3 separate regions of the Mus musculus genome follow, and all the other regions are linked to region 1. The links are chromatin contacts, called in public HiChIP or PLAC-seq maps. All regions are on one chromosome and are shown on one strand. Each heading gives the region's core, a stretch centred on a gene start, on an enhancer-like site or on the middle of the called end of the contact. The rest is flanking DNA. Distances are from core to core; before and after follow the strand shown. Region 1 holds the start of Ociad2 (OCIA domain containing 2). Region 2 overlaps Tec (tec protein tyrosine kinase). Region 3 has its middle 17 kb from the start of Slain2.

Region 1 (5,095 bases), core at 1,773-4,272:
TCTCTCTCTCTCTCTCTTCCAGACAATGTCTATTATGCAGCTCTGGATATCCTAGAACTGGCTATGTACACCAGGTTGGCCTCAGACTCACAGAGATCTACTTGCCTCTGCCTTCCAAGTGCTGGGATTAGAAATGTACACCACCGCCGGGCAGTGGTGGCACACGCCTTTGATCCCAGCACTTGGGAGACAGAGGCAGATGGGTTTCTGAGTTCGAGGCCAGCCTGGTCTACAGATTGAGTTCCAGGACAGCCAGGGCTACACAGAGAAACCCTGTCTCAAAACAAAAAACAAAAAACAAAAAAACAAAAACCCAAAACAAAAAACAAAAAAGAAATGTACACCACCACACCTGGCTCTTTTCTTTATATTTTTATTTCTCTATTCTTTATTTTTAAAATGGTCAGTCCTGGGTAATTTGTTACAGAAACATGAAAGATAAGAATCCAAGTACCTGGAGGGAGGTGCTTGAAAATATGGTGTGTGTTACACTTACTAGGAATGACATACATGGCACAGTTGGGGAAGATGGGCTGGCAGGCATCCACTGCAGAATGATTGACTGTCTTGGGGAAGGGGGCCTAGGTTGGGGGAGGAGGAGTTGGGCGGGGAGGGCCTTCTCTTAGGAGAAGCTTAGGTTGGGGAAGGACTGCTGACTGAAGACCTCTAGGCATCACGGAGGGAAGTTTAGCACCGAGTATTGTACCTAGCAGCTGTCATTAGGAATGTTGGTCACTACACCCCTATGTGTCTTAAATTGTAGATAGGTTTTCCACGAACTGACCTCAAGGCTGAGTCTTTTACAAATGAAAGGAGAATGAAGAAGCAGACCAAGTTTGGACCAGGCTGAGCAAAAAAGCAGAAAGGAGGGAGTATGAGTCTTTCAGCCTCTCCCTCAGAGGACCTGAGGGCTGAATCATGCAAGCCCAGCTAATGAATCTAGATGTTGCCTGGAAACAACACGGGACTGCAGAGATGGTTCACACTGGAGCCTGCCCTGAGTAGCTTGGCACATGCTAAACTAACCTCTGAGTATCAGCTATGCAGCCATGATCCTCAGGCCCTACACAATGCTGAAGTAAGGACCAACACAGACTTCATTCCACGGGTAAGACTTTCAGGGCCAAGCCCGGGGTTCTTTTATTCTAGTGTTTCATTGAAGGTCACTCCTTTGTGGAACTGCCTCGTGCCTTGTCACTTCGAGCACGCTTGCACACGGATGTACCAGCATGGTCAAACAAGGCTCATTAAAGGAGTTTGTGCTATAAGGGGTACATGCTTGCACACAGATGTACCAGAGTAGCCAACCAAGTACTATTTAAGGAGTTTGTGCTATAAGTGTGACCAAGGGTAATTTCTAGCTATTTAAAGCATTTTACTGGAACATTCTGGTGGGAAGTGGATATGCAAATGAGGCACACATACTCCGACACTCAGTGCAGCAAGATGGTGTAGGGTAAATGCCACTTTGAAGGTTTGTGTGAGGTGTAAGGGAGATGGCTCATCTACTTCGCAAGAACACTTAGAAAGCGCAGCTCTGAAAACCACAGCACCACAGGGGCTTATTTCTGACTTCTGGTAACAGAAAATAAAATTAGCAGGCCTACGTTACCTTTAATTTGAGAGTCAAATTGGGTCAAGGGAAAATGAAACGCCACAGGGAGAGTCTGCCGCTGTCTACTAGGGATGGAGAATCAACTAAACCAGCAATATCTTTTTTTTAAAAAAAAGTTATTTTAGTCATGTGTATGTGTGTGCAAGTGCTCACATCTGCCCACAGAGACCAGAGGAAGGAGTCTTGTCCCTTAGAGTGGAGTTTCAAGTTCTTTCAAGCCTAACTCTGGTCCTCTGGAAGAGCGGCAAGTGCTCTTAACCACCCAGCTCTGGAGGGTGGGGGCAGGAAGGTGGAGGCGTAATCAATCTTGTATTGCCAATTTCAGAGGACCGATCTTTAAATGATTAACATGTCTGTATATAGAGCTGAGCAGAAATCTGATCTGGAAGGCCAAAGGACACATTGCTGGGCTTGGTGACCTCCTGAAATGGGTATAAAGTCAACTAAAAGCAAGCAGGGGTGGTGCTTTCTCCACTGTACATTTCCCCAGTGGACTGTTATGGTGATAAGTACCCTGAGAGGACACAACTTTTCCTGAGTGTGAAAGAGAAGAGGGTCTTTTTCCAGCCAGGCTGGAGGCCAGGGTAGAAAAGGCCAGGACAGGGCCTGGAGAGATGGCACAGTGGCTAAGAGCACCTGTTGTTCTTGCAGAGGACTTGGGTTCAGTTCCCAGCACCCGCTTGGCAGCTCACAAGCATCTGTAACTCCAATTCCGGGGGGTGGGGGTGGGGGGTCCCGATGCCCTCTTCTGATCTCTGTGGGCAGCAGGAAATGAACTGTTAGTCACAGGATGTTAGTTTGGACAGAGGGGTGGGTAAGGAAGCCCCGTTGTGGGGGTTAAAGCTAGAAAATATAAGTTGCCTCTGGAATTGCAACTTCCAAATTTCCCCCCTCAGCACTGCAAGACTGGTCAGTCAGTCAGTCTCTGCAGACAGAGCGTCTTTCTGGAAATTCTTGTTCACAACACACACATACATTTACATAGATACACATTCACACATGTATACATGCATTCACACACCACCACTCACATACATGCACACCCTCTCATACTCCTAGACACCATCAAATGCACTAACACACATATACTTACACTCAGTCACATACAATTACATAGACATACATACATACATGTATACGCTCATATATACACTTACCCACACTCACATAATATAGGCACAGGTTTATGCTAACATATATTTACATACATACACACAGAGACACACATATATACTCATATGTGTTCACATATATACTTGCACATTCTCACATACATAGGCACTCATTTATAGTCACACATACTAGGATATACGCGCGCGCGCGCGCACACACACACACGCACGCACGCACACACACACACTCAGTGCCTTCCCCTCATAGGCTAGCCATTGGGAGGGTAAAAGCTTGGCAAAAGAAGGCTAAGGAACCAAGGTGGGCTGTAATTGACTCCCTCGGGGTTGGGGACCCTACCGGGCTGTCCCGGCTGTCCGCAGCACAGTGCTTTTGTTCTGAGGTGAATGCTTAAATCCGCCCAGAGAGGGGGTTCAGGGAAACAGTTGGAGTCGCCTGTGTTTTTGTTGGGAGGACGGAGTCACGTGAAAAACAATGAGGTAGAGTATAGCAAGTGTTAGGAAGAGACTGAGAAGTGGGGGCTTCTGGAAAGTGCTGGATTCTCCCAGTGTCACCAACAGAGAATGAGACTGCAAGTGGGGGCGGGCTGCACTTGCTGAGTCTTGAGCTAGCGACGCGCAGAGGTGCGGGGAGGAGCGAGCGCTGGAAGGAAGAGGAAGGAGGGAAGAAAGGAAAGATCGCCAAGAAAAAAGGTGAGGGGAGAGGAGAGGGGCCCTGGGGTTCGGGTTGGGGCGGTGGGCGTGTGCGGCGCGCGGGAGGGGTGTCTGCAGTCGTGTGTGTGTGTGTGTGTGTGTGTGTGTGTGTGTGTGTGCGCGTGCGTGCGCAGCTCCGCCTCGGTAGCACCCACCCGCACTTGTGAGCCCACAGAGGGTGGTGTGCGGGCAGGAGAGGTGGCCTGGGGCAGTGTCTTTCTCTGCTGGCTTTCCTTCCCGGGTGCTGGGGACTTGCGCAGGCCCTTCACAGACTGCACCGCCGCCGCTCCGCCGTAGCCAGTCTCCAACGCTTGCCTGCCTGGCTCCTCTCCAGGTGCCACCAACTCCTGCGACCCCAAGCAGGGGTGTAGCTTGGAGTTTTGCAGGCAGCCTTCTTGGAAGGGTCTAGCCTTTAAATCTAGCTAGCTGATTCTGGGCCAACCTCCCCTCCCCCGCCACAGACTGGGTCAGGCACCAGACCTGAGAGTGTGTGCGTGTGTGTTCACGCGCATGTGCCCAGAAGGTAAGGCTTGCTCAAAGCAAGCAACTGGGTTCTGGAAGACCCAGCCCACCAACACTGAGGTGTGTGGTTGCTTGCTTCCTGATTCTTGAGATGGCTCTGGGTCTGACTGGGAATTTAAAAAAAAAAAAAAAATCATCTAATTTGCCTATAGGTGGCAAAGATTTCCTAGGGTCTTAATTCCTAGAAAATAAGATGCCCAGAGCCACTCTGACAATTGTTCCCCTACTGTTCAGACACCTATCACTGTGCCCTGGTCCTGTCTTCATTTCTCATCCCCATCCTTGCACAGCTTAAGACTGCTGTGCCCAAGTCTCAGATGACACAGTGGAGGCCCAGACACTTTATATCCCTTATTCCAATTCTCAGGACCTGCAAAGAAAGTCAGAATTAAAACTGGTGTGTTGCAGGACATTGTTCCAGACTTTTAACAATGCACTCGGGTGGCAGACAGATCTCTGGGAGTTTGAGGCCAGCCTAGCCTGCACAGGGAGTTAGAGGACAACGAGAGTGACATAGTGAGACTCTATCTCATGGGGACAGGTGCACACAGTCAGGCTCTTATTACCCTCTCCAGTATCTAACACTGTAGAGCATCATGTTACTCCCCAACAACACTAGGCACCCAAGATGGAATGTACAGGGAGGGGCCCTGGGCTTCTTTTTCTTGCTACTGAGTTACTAATGTAGAAAATACGATTCTATATGAGCTGTCTGTTTTGTAGGAGAGTCGATGGGGCCCAGGACTAGGGAAGAAGATGAGGCTCATGGTCCACTTGGAGAATGTCCATCTTTGCCAGCCCCGGGCCCTGGGATGGAGGCTGATGGCTTCTTCCCTGGTGATTGTCAGTGCTTCCCTCACAGTCATCTCCTTGGCCAATGATCTTTTTATTCGCTCGCCAATCCTCCTTTGGGTTCCGTGTTCACATTTTCCAGTACTCTCTGTAGACGAGTGTGTCCCTGGCTTTAACGTGCATCCCTATGATGGCCATTGTCAAATTCATCTCTCCAGCCTTCCCTAATCGGAAATTCCAGAGCCAGATCCCCAAATACGTTAGTCTTTACTGAATAAAGGGTTTGTACCCAACTACCCCCCAGCTCCCAAGTCCAATATTTCCTAAGCCAAATCTCTCACCT
Region 2 (5,095 bases), core at 1,641-4,140, 490 kb after region 1:
GAGAGATGTTAATAAGGTTCAAGGGAAATACAATGAGTTTTGTGACCAAATAAAGTTGGGAAACCCTGTGGCTGGTGTGATTCATAGAGCATGTTCACATATTAAACCCTCCCAGAAATGCACACAGGAAGCAGGCTTGATGTTTAAGTCAGGTTTTACCTAATATGTTTATGTGCTCATTCATTCCCCTATCCAGCACACATGTAGGAAGTGCACACTGTCATGGAGTGGGTATAGCATGCTGGCCCTGTGCCCTGCAGTAGAGAACACTGGCACTCCATGCCCCTCCTCTTATGAGAGTCAGCTCAGGCCTAAGTGTGTGTGATCATCTGACATGTCCTACTGTGGCGAGAAGCCTGACATGGCAAAGCCTGTGTGCCAGTTGTTTAAACCTTCCCACTTGTACTCTGGAGTGGAGTGATGTGGAGTGATTGATTATCTATCGGCCCATCCCTCTGGCCTCATCCCTCTGGTCTTCATCAGTCTCTCCACCTCTTCACAGAGTATTTCCTGCCCCTCCTGCTCTGCATGGCCAGAGCGCATGGCAAGGGAACTTTCAGGTCTGGGAAGCTGGTGACTCGCCTACGGTTACCCAGCAGGTTGCGGGAGAAAAGCCAGAACCTAACCCAACTGGTTCTAAGTTCCATGCTCATTGCATTCTTAGTGAGAAGGGACAACCTGAAATGCTTAAAAATGGGGGGTGGGGGGAAACACCCATTTAACATGTTAAGTGAGGGCCTGTGGACAGTGACAGTTTAATCAGTATAGTATAAGTTCTCCATTAATCAGTATAGTATAAGATCTTTATTAATCAGTATAGTATAGGATCTTTATTAATCAGTATAGTATAGGATTTCTATTAGTCAGTATAATATAGGAACTCTATTAATCAGTATAGTAAGGATCTCTATTAATCAGTATAGTATAGGAACTCTATTAATCAGTATAGTATAGGATCTCTATTAGTCAGTTAGCACAGGATCTCTATTAATCAGTATCGTATAGGATCTTTATTAATCAGTATAGTATAGGAACTCTATTAGTCAGTATAGTAAGGATCTCTATTAATCAGTATAGTATAGGATCTCTATTAATCATATCAGTAACCATGTGCCTGGCCAAGTACTTTCTATGCATTTCTTTAATTTCTCAGCCCTGTGAGGTAGTAATTACTACCTTGTTTCATAAACAAGGAAGGAAGCTCAGAGCCTGAGTACGGTGTCCATTTTACACAGCTTGTAAGGGCAGAGCCATACTTCTATTTTAGGCTGTTTTGAGCCTGTTCTGTGCAACAGGAAATGTTTATTTTCAGGTTCAAACTGGCAGAGTCAGTGTGTCTTTTCTCTTCTCCATTTTAGCTTGTCACCTTTGTAAAAACTGACTTTCAGCCAGATGCCTGTACACAACTCTCATCTCAGCTCTCAGGAGGCCAAGAGGAACACTGCAAGTTCAAGGCCAGGCAGGGCTACTTCGTGAGACTAATCTCAACAAAACTAAACAAATCCACCATACAAACAAACAAAAAGACAGAAAGACACCACACATGCATGCACACAGAAGCCTGCGTACACAGCATACACTCATACAGGGACACAAATAAAATATACAAAATACAGACCTTCTCTCACAAAGGAGCTGATCCACTCCCTGAACAACTAAGCCAGGGAGATCTCTCACAGCCTTTATGAATGTCCAACTAGGTGACGGAACTCTAGGAGCTGAGGATCTAGAGGTGGGCACACGTTCTTGGATATTATTCTTGTGAAACTTAACAACCAATTGCAAGAGGATACTTAGTAAAAGACACAGAATCAAGAAAAACATCACAGTATAATGCTAAGAATGCAAATTAAGCAGAATAAAATGGACTGGATATTTTATTTTCTCAGTTATAAGGTTTGATTGTGTGTTTATTTATTTAAATATTTATTTTTATTTTATGTGTCTGGGTATCTTGGCTGAATGTATGTATGTGCCTGATGGAGTATCAGATTTGGATCTAGAGTTAAGGACAGTTGTGAACCCCCATATGGGTGCTGGGAATTGAACTCAGGACCTCTGGAAGAGCAGCCAGTGCTCTTAACCACTGAGGCAGCTCTCAGTTCCCACTGCTTTTTTTTTTTTTTTTTTTTTTTTGAGATAGGGCCTTCCTAGTTAGCCTCGGCTGGACTTGAAGTTGCAGCCCTCCTCCTTCAGTTCCCCCAGGGCTGGGATTACAGGCTTTTATCCAGCTAGTCTGTGTAGTTTAGATCTGGCAGTGCATGCGTTACCTCTCCTGTTGCTGTGACTAAAGCATCACAGGGAACGGTTTGTGTCAGCTCACAAGAGTGCAGCTCATCACAGCAGGAAAGGTCTGGTGGCAGGAGCTGGAGGCCCCTGGTCACATTGCATCCCCGGCTAGGAGGCAGAGACCAGATGATACATGCTGGTCCTCAGCTCATTGGCCTTCATCTTATTCATCCCAGGGATCCAGCCCGGGTGATGGTGTAACCCACAAAGTGGGTCTTCCCACCTCAGTTTAACATAATCTAGATCAGAGGCTTGTCTCTCCTAGGTGAGGATAGTTCTGCCAACTGTTGGTCAATGTTGCGGGTCGTCAAAGCAATGCCTTTTTGTGAAAGTGACATGTAAAGTAACATTCAAATTAGAATGAGTAGATGGGGTGGAGAAAGAAAGGGGAAGAAAGAGATAAAGAGATATAGATAGATGGAACATTCATAGGAAGAAGGAGAGCGCATGGATTTCTCTGTTGGAAGAAGAAGGAATGCTTAAATCATGATGGGTCAGTGTGGGGGTGGGTACTAAATACAGTTGGAGTTGGAGGTAGGCTAGGTTAAAGTGGCTTTTAGTGTAAGCATATAAACAGGGATTGCAACATGGTCATGACTCATGCTTTTAGAAGATTGTGTTGACTGGTGAATGGAGAAACTAGTACGAGGAGATAAGGAAGTGGTGAGATCCACTGGGGATATTGCGGGAGTTTTGATAAGATTATGATGGTGGTTGCAGTTTTATCAGTTATCACTGCAGTAATGCTGTGTGAGACACACCCCATACACTCAGCAGCATACAACAACGGTCCACTGTTGCTCAGGAGTTTGTGGGCTGTTTATATCATTTTCCTGCTCTGAGTTGGGCTCTGTTGCTCTTGACTAAACTAGCCCGTGTACCTGTGGTGGCTGTGGTTTAGTTCAGTAGCTTTGCCATGCTGTCTGGGTTCTTACCTCTTTTGGGGAGGACCAGATGTCACCTGCTTTAAGATGACTTTGCTGGCATGGCTCTGTTCTGTCCCGTAAGTCCCTGATCCTTCTCTAGGAGCCTAGTGTGGGCTTCTTCTCAGTCACCTTTTTAATGACCGTGGCAAAGGACCAAAGACAGAGGTACAACAAGCAAGAGTGTCTTAAGATCATACCTTTGGTTAAGTTTGCTTCTGTCCTGTCTGTCAACGCAGGTTGTTTGAGGGTCTTCATAGTCAGCGTGGGAGGGTCTGGCAAGAGGCAGGCACTCATGTGTGAGGAGAATACGAGAAACCAAGGTCAGGCCAAGGTCAGGAGTGTGAATACTAGTGGGGAGGAATGAAAGAGAGAGTCGAATAGACTCAGAAAGTGGTTTGTATTTATGGTTCAAAGAACATGCCGAGCAATTGGATTTAAGACCGGAGAGGTTGTGTATGTTGGTGAGAATCAAATGAACTTCCCAGCTTTGAGCTCTGGATTTAGTGAAGCATTTACTCGGATAACAAGGCCTGGGGCAGGACAGGTTTGATAGGGTCCCTGAAGTTCTGAGATAACTGATAGGAACTGAGATGAAGGGGTGAGGGTTGTGGTGGATGTAAAAGATGAAGTTCTTGAGGAATTAAGGGCCGAGCAAGTAGATTTCAGAGGCATCCCTAGAGACTGTATTTGAAGCCATGGCATGATGCGAGGCTAACCATAAAGGGAGTGTCTAGGTGTGGAAACAAAGCAGGCCTCAGATGGAATCCGGCACTCCTGCCTGAGAAGTAAAATAGAAAAGGGGAAACAGCAAAGTGGCCGTCTTAGTCCATGTTCTATTGCTGTGAAGAAACACCATGATCGAGGCAACTCCTCTGATATAAAGAAAGCATTTAATTGGGGGCCTGGCTTACAGTTTCAGAGGGTTAATCCATTATCATCATGTTGGAGAGCATGACACCACCACACAGGTAGGCATGGTGCTGGGGAAGTAACTGAGAGCGTTTACCTCTTGATCTATAGACAGCATGCAGGAGAGAGAGGGAGAGAGAGAACAGAGAGACACAGAAAGGCAGAGAGACAGAGACAGAGAGGCAGAGACAGAGGCAGACAGACACTGGGCCTAGCAAACCCACCCTCAGTGACACACTTCCTCCAACAAGACCATGCTTCCTCCAGCAGAACTACATCTCCTGATCCTTCTAATCCATCTCATATAATTCACCAACCGAGGACCAAGCATGCGAATATTTGTGTTTGTGGGGGCCAATCCCGTTCAAACCAGCACAAAGGCTGAGAAGCTGCAGCGTCTAGGACCAAAGAAATATAGGGAATGTCTGTGCCATGGGACCAGGGATGGGGAAACACCTACATGTGTTGAATGGAGCCAGTAGGATGTGAATTAAGAAGCAGGGTCTGGTTACGTGGACATCCTTAGAGATTGACAGGCACAGTCTTGGTAGACAGACAGAGCCTAATGGGAGGGGTTGGAGGAGAAAGAATGTGAGGGGAGGTAGACTGACAGGAAAGCTAATCCCGAGTTTCAAGAATAAACATGGTACTTGGAAGTGTAAGTGGATCAAACTGGTGGTTTCTTTAGGGGATTGTAAATGATACACTGTGCCAGGGCACGATTCGTAGAGATGGTGGGGTGTACTGAAGACAGGGTACTACGTGAATGCCAGAAAGGATGGTCTGAAAATTCAGAATACGCTTTATTCAATGTCTGACCTTCAGGTGTATGTCTCCGTGTACTCAATGGTTAATTTGGAGTGAAAGCGTATGTCTGCTGTTGAAACAGTTTCTTCTGTCAACTTGAGAGTGTCTGAGGTCCTTCTGGGCAATTTTAGTGAGTGTGCATTAGGCCCAGCCAACAGGTACAC
Region 3 (5,095 bases), core at 1,293-3,792, 440 kb after region 1:
ATATTCTTTCCGAAGTGTTTTATCTTGTGACTTCCTTCGGCTGCCCTTTCTCCCGTGTGCTTAAAGTGGAACCTAAGGCAGCTTGCCTTTAAGCCACAGACACTGTATTTACCTCCTCCAAAGCTCGGAGGGGTTGAGCTGGGAATGATAACCTGCAGATACAGCAATGGGTGCGGACTGGCAGAGGTAGATAAGTCAAGGGGACAATTACCGGCACCTCTGAAACACAAGCCTAGAGGGTACTGTGAGCATGGCGCTCCTCTTGCTTGGTAGACCGTTTTTTGTGAGCTGCCCCCTCTCCCTGTGCCCTACACTGCCCTCCTCTCTCCCATGGGTGTCCACTTTTATCTGCCTTCCTTCCTTTTGTCTCTCCATAGCTGGAAAGGATTTATTTATTTATTTATTTATTTATTTATTTTCTTTTCCATTTTTTATTAGGTATTTTGCTCATTTACATTTCCAATGCTATACCAAAAGTCCCCCATAGCCACCCACCCCAACTCCCCTACCCACCCACTCCCCCTTTTTGGCCCTGGTGTTCCCCTGTACTGGGGCATATAAAGTTTGCGTGTCCAATGGGCCTCTCTTTCCAGTGATGGCCGACTAGGCCATCTTTTGATACATATGCAGGAAAGGATTTATAATGCCATGTATGTCCTTCTTGTGACCCTCCTTACACCCCATCCCTAAAGAGGAGGTGCTTTTTAACCTATGGGTATTTTTAGGCCTTTCTGGAGCAAAGATGAAACAAGTTGTGTTTGAACCACTAACTGGGGTCAAGGAGAAGTGGGGTGGTGTTCTATAAAAGGTTGACTCTGGCTGATTCTTACATTGAAGAAATGGGGTATCAATGTTGTTCTCTGTGTGTGCATGCGAGATTGTCTGTATGTGCACATTGTATGTGTGTGTATGTTTGCTTGCCTGTGTTTGCATGTCTGTATGTGCACTGTGTGTATGATATGTATGCCCACAGAGGTTAGAGGAAGGCATTGGATCCGGATCCCCTGGAGCTGGAGTAACAGGGGGCTGTGAGCCACCTGATGTGTGTGCTGGGAGCCAGCCCAGGGCCTCTGCAAGAACAGCAAGTGCTCTCAACTGCTGAGCCATTTCTTCAGCACACCACATTTTTTTTTTCAACCTGGAAATGCAGGTTTTCAAGAGTGGCTCTCCATTCTTGGATGTTAGGATGTCCCCAATTTAATAAAAGCAACAGTAGCCTGGTGCAAGTTACAGAAGTTAGGAGGTGGCTATGGCCTGGGAGATACACCTTTACAGAGAATTGTGGTCAATTTGATTCTCAGACTTGCAGAATTCATGATGCAGCGTTGGGGAAATGAGAAGGGGTAACAAGATCTGGGAGGTGAAACAAAGAAGGAAGGACCCAGCCAGTCGCTGTAAGATGTCATTGATAACAGTGAGCCAAGACAGTGGGGGCCTGGGTGGGGGTGGGGGTGGTAAAAGGAGAAGAGCTGCAGGCACTGGACGGCCGGAGGCTGGGGTGGGGCAGCCGTGAGGAGCCTTCTCGGAGTGAAGCAGTGTAGAGAAAGAGAATAGTGTGGCTGAGTACAGCTCAGGGGTGGGATTCCCTTTAATGCTCACCAGAAGAATTAAGGACTAGGGCTTTTCAAAGATCATCTGGGGGCCTCTGGAGAGATGACTCAGTGGTTAATCATGCTTGCTACTCTTCTAGGGGACCCCAGTACAGTTCCAAGAACCTGTGATAGCTCACAACTACATGTAACTCTAGACCAAGGAATCTGGCCTCCAAGGGCACACACAAACACACACACCCATTCATTCTAGTGGACAGATAAATTACAATAAAAATCTTTTTTTAAAAAAATAGGTTTTTGCCTAGGAGGCTGAGGCAGGAGGATTGCTAGGAATCTGAGGTCAGGTTGGACTACAGTGTGAGGTCTGATCTTGGTAAATAAGTAAGATTTTTGGAAGATGCCAAATTGGACTCTTTGAATGTGGTTGGAGGGGCTGAAGAGATGGCTCAGCAGTTAAGACAACTGGCTAGTCTTCTGGTTCAACACCCACATGGCATCTGACAACTGTCTATAACTCTAGTCTCAGAGGACCTGACACCTTTGTCTGTCCTCCACAGGCAATGCATGCACGGGGTGCACAGGCATACATAAAATAAAACCATGATTCCATATGGACCCTGCATCATTTTGGGTCCTGGGGATTCCTGGGAACAAGATTCTCAGTTACGGGCTCTTGAAACAGCTAGAGAATCTGAGGGGAATCGGAGGCGGTGACTGGAAGGATCTTGGGTATATCAGAGTTACTGAGAGAACTGTAGGAGAGGCTCCTGGGAGGCTCAGAAAGTGAACAGGAGCCAGGAGGACTGAGAAGTCGACAACCCAGGCGGGTCGCTCAACTGGAACGTTCTGCTAATCTTATCGCTACACAATGCACACTGTGACCCTGGCTCGGTGTTCTTTGCTATTACTTCCCTGGATGGAGAATACAACCGGCAGCCATAGAACCTGCGCTGTGCAACATTGTTCCCACTTTGTATCAAGGTTCCAAAGCCCTAAGTGGGACGCTTCTAAGGATGACCTTAGGTCACGTGCCTGTTCCCTCACTAGGAGGAATGTGGGGAACAAGTGTTTGCTATTTTTAACTTCCTTAGTGGGAGGTAAAGCCTGCCTCCTGCCAAAAGTCTTGAACTAGGGACTTCCTCCAATAGGAGGTTGTATTGTCTAGCGTTGTGTGGCGGTGCAGCTACCACAGAACCTCGGGAGAGATAAGGCCCAGTGATAAGGATAGCAGACAATTGCCAGCGTCAGGATCCACTATTGTGGACTCTAAATAAGACACGCAAAGGACTCTAAAAGGCCAGGCGCTTACACCCACTGAGATGTGTCTCAGGTCATGTCATTGGCAGGTTTTGAATACTGACTTCACTCTAGGTGCTTAGAAGCCTCTAGAATATTACTGACCTCATAACAGTAAAAACAGAAAGGGACAGAGAACAGGCACTGTAAGTCACACTCCTTTTTTTGAAGTGTCTACTTGGAAGTGATGAGTATAACTTGCTTGCGTTCTACTGCTCAAAATAAACCATATGGCCAGTGTGATTTCTCAAAATAGACCACAATGGCCAGTGTGATTTCGGAGTCACCAGGGAATATCACACCAAGAGGCCACCTGTATTTTGGGTAATAATCAGAGCAGGGCAATTATTATGTTTGTAAAAAAAAAAAAGAATACACATAAGTATGCGTGTGCATGTGTGTATGTATGTGTGCATGTATATGTATTTTTTGTGCACGTGTGTGTGTGTGTGTGTGTGTGTGTGTGTGTACATGTGTCTTGAAACAAGTCTCACTAATCTCAGGCTGATCTCCACTTGAACTCATTATGAGGCTTGAATGCCTGATTCTCATTCTTACCTCTCCAAGTGCTGAGATTACGGACAAGAACCAGCACGCCCAGTGGAATAAGAGTATTTTGCGTAGACTCTATTATAACATAGTCATCATCCAGGAGAGAGGGAGGGTATGCTGGGTGGTGGGATTGAGGGACTCAGAGGCAAGAGATGGATGGTATGTGTGTGTGTGTGTGTGTGTGTGTGTGTGTGTGTGTGTGTGTGTGTGGTGTGAGCTGCAGTTAAAGCAGCTGGCTGCTCGTGGCACTAATTGCTGTGGGTAGGGATAAGAAACAAGAGCGCTAGCCAGCAGGGAATGGCGGCTGTGACACCTTGTGTTCAGGAGAATAAGCTTGGTGGTTATTCTATGGGCAATGAGGCATCACACGGGCATCTAGAATGGGTTACAGGGCTATTTGTGCTTTAGGCAGATCACTCTGGTTGAAGAATGGATTTGAAGGTTATTTATGGAAAGCTCTGTGTTTATTTGAGTGAGAATGACTCCAACAAGCTAATGAGAGAGGAGAGGCAGTAGGTGGCGGGCAGGGTACAGGGGTGACGGCTTCATTCATTCACCGGGGGGCTGGGTGAGAAGGATGGCCAGAGGTTTCTCCAGAGCATCCAGCCTGAGCCATTTAATTTCCATCATCTTCCCACCAAGTGACGTAACTGAATGCCAGCAGCGCCCTGTGTAGCACTCTACAGTCCAAGATCTCGAGCTTCCCCAGATATGTGCACAAAACAAGGCCAAAGGTCTCCAAGAGAATCAGGACAAGCAAATAGCCTGACCGCATCTTCACGCTCAGGGACAGGAGCCAGAAACGAAAGCTCGCTCGCGCTCAGGTGACAAGCTAACCTGGCTTGTCCTCTCACCCTGCCCCCATTCCCTATTTCTTCTTACCTCGTCTGTGGATGTGCAGCGATGTTAATACAAGAAAGACTGAGGCAAGTGTGAATGATAGCAAGCTCTTCCCAGAGCACTTTGCTCCAAGAGTTCTGCAGTCCTCACAGACGTAATGGCACCCTATCTGAGATCCAAGTATTTCTTGATGTGGAAAAATATGTGTCTCAGGGTTTTATTGCTGTGAACAGACACCATGGCCAAGGTAACTCTTTGTTTGTTTGTTTGTTTGTTTTTTCGAGACTGGCTGTCCTGGAACTCACTTTGTAGACCAGGCTGGCCTCGAACTCTGAAATCTGCCTGCCTCTGCCTCCCGAGTGCTGGGATTAAAGGCGTGCACCACCATGCCCAGCTCCAAGGTAACTCTTATAAAGACAACATTTAATTGGGGCTGGCTTACAGGTTCATAAATTTAGTCCAGTATCACCAAGGCAGGAGCATGGCAACATCCAGGCAGGCATGGTGCAGGAGGAGCTGAGAGTTCTACATCTTCATCTGCAGGCCTCTAAGAGAAGACTCACTTCCAGGCAGCTAGGACTAGGGTATTAAAGCCCACACCCACAGTGACACACCTACTCCAACAAGGCCATACCTCCTAATAGTGCCACTTGCTGGCCCAAGAATATACAAACAATCACAATATGTATATGTATAAAATATGTGCTTGCTTCAGCAAAACCCACAGTATTAAACAACAGGAAAAAACCTCCATGTAAAAAATATTCCATACCTTATTAAATTGGGACACACCTATGCTTTCTCTAATGTTCTAAAATAATTGAACGAAAGAACGCTTCTATTATTGCTAAGAA

What was found. HiChIP or PLAC-seq counts read pairs in DNA pulled down with a chosen protein or histone mark.
Region 2: a contact with region 1 is called in an HNF4G HiChIP or PLAC-seq map of pancreatic cancer cells. The contact joins the enhancer-like site here to the promoter of Ociad2 in region 1. A contact is called at or near these places in 4 of 39 promoter capture datasets (hematopoietic stem and progenitor cells, liver and stem cell-derived epiblast-like cells), 1 of 484 Hi-C or Micro-C datasets (muscle stem cells) and 1 of 115 datasets of contacts at active chromatin or transcription factors (pancreatic cancer cells).
Region 3: an H3K27ac HiChIP or PLAC-seq map of embryonic stem cells shows a contact between it and region 1, with 2.6 times the contacts expected there. The contact joins the enhancer-like site here to the promoter of Ociad2 in region 1. A contact is called at or near these places in 2 of 39 promoter capture datasets (cranial neural crest and embryonic stem cells), 3 of 115 datasets of contacts at active chromatin or transcription factors (embryonic stem cells and pancreatic cancer cells) and 1 of 9 other capture datasets (adipose tissue).

What each region holds. Positions count from the first base shown.
Region 1 is chr5:73,336,874-73,341,968 of GRCm38.p6, reverse strand. It overlaps Ociad2 (OCIA domain containing 2), which reads left to right and starts at 3,022. Exons shown (of 7, transcript NM_026950.4): 1 at 3,022-3,438.
Region 2 is chr5:72,849,821-72,854,915 of GRCm38.p6, reverse strand. The region is part of intron 1 of Tec (tec protein tyrosine kinase); the gene reads left to right. Among named protein-coding and RNA genes, the nearest start is that of Tec, 16 kb to the left of the region's middle. Within about 2 kb of position 2,890, at least 82 of the 459 cell types and tissues checked have an H3K27ac peak or open chromatin away from gene starts, as enhancers often do. A contact at or near this core is called in hematopoietic stem and progenitor cells and pancreatic cancer cells, where this site is marked.
Region 3 is chr5:72,894,533-72,899,627 of GRCm38.p6, reverse strand. No RefSeq gene overlaps it. Among named protein-coding and RNA genes, the nearest start is that of Slain2, 17 kb to the left of the region's middle. Within about 2 kb of position 2,542, at least 30 of the 459 cell types and tissues checked have an H3K27ac peak or open chromatin away from gene starts, as enhancers often do. A contact at or near this core is called in embryonic stem cells, where this site is marked.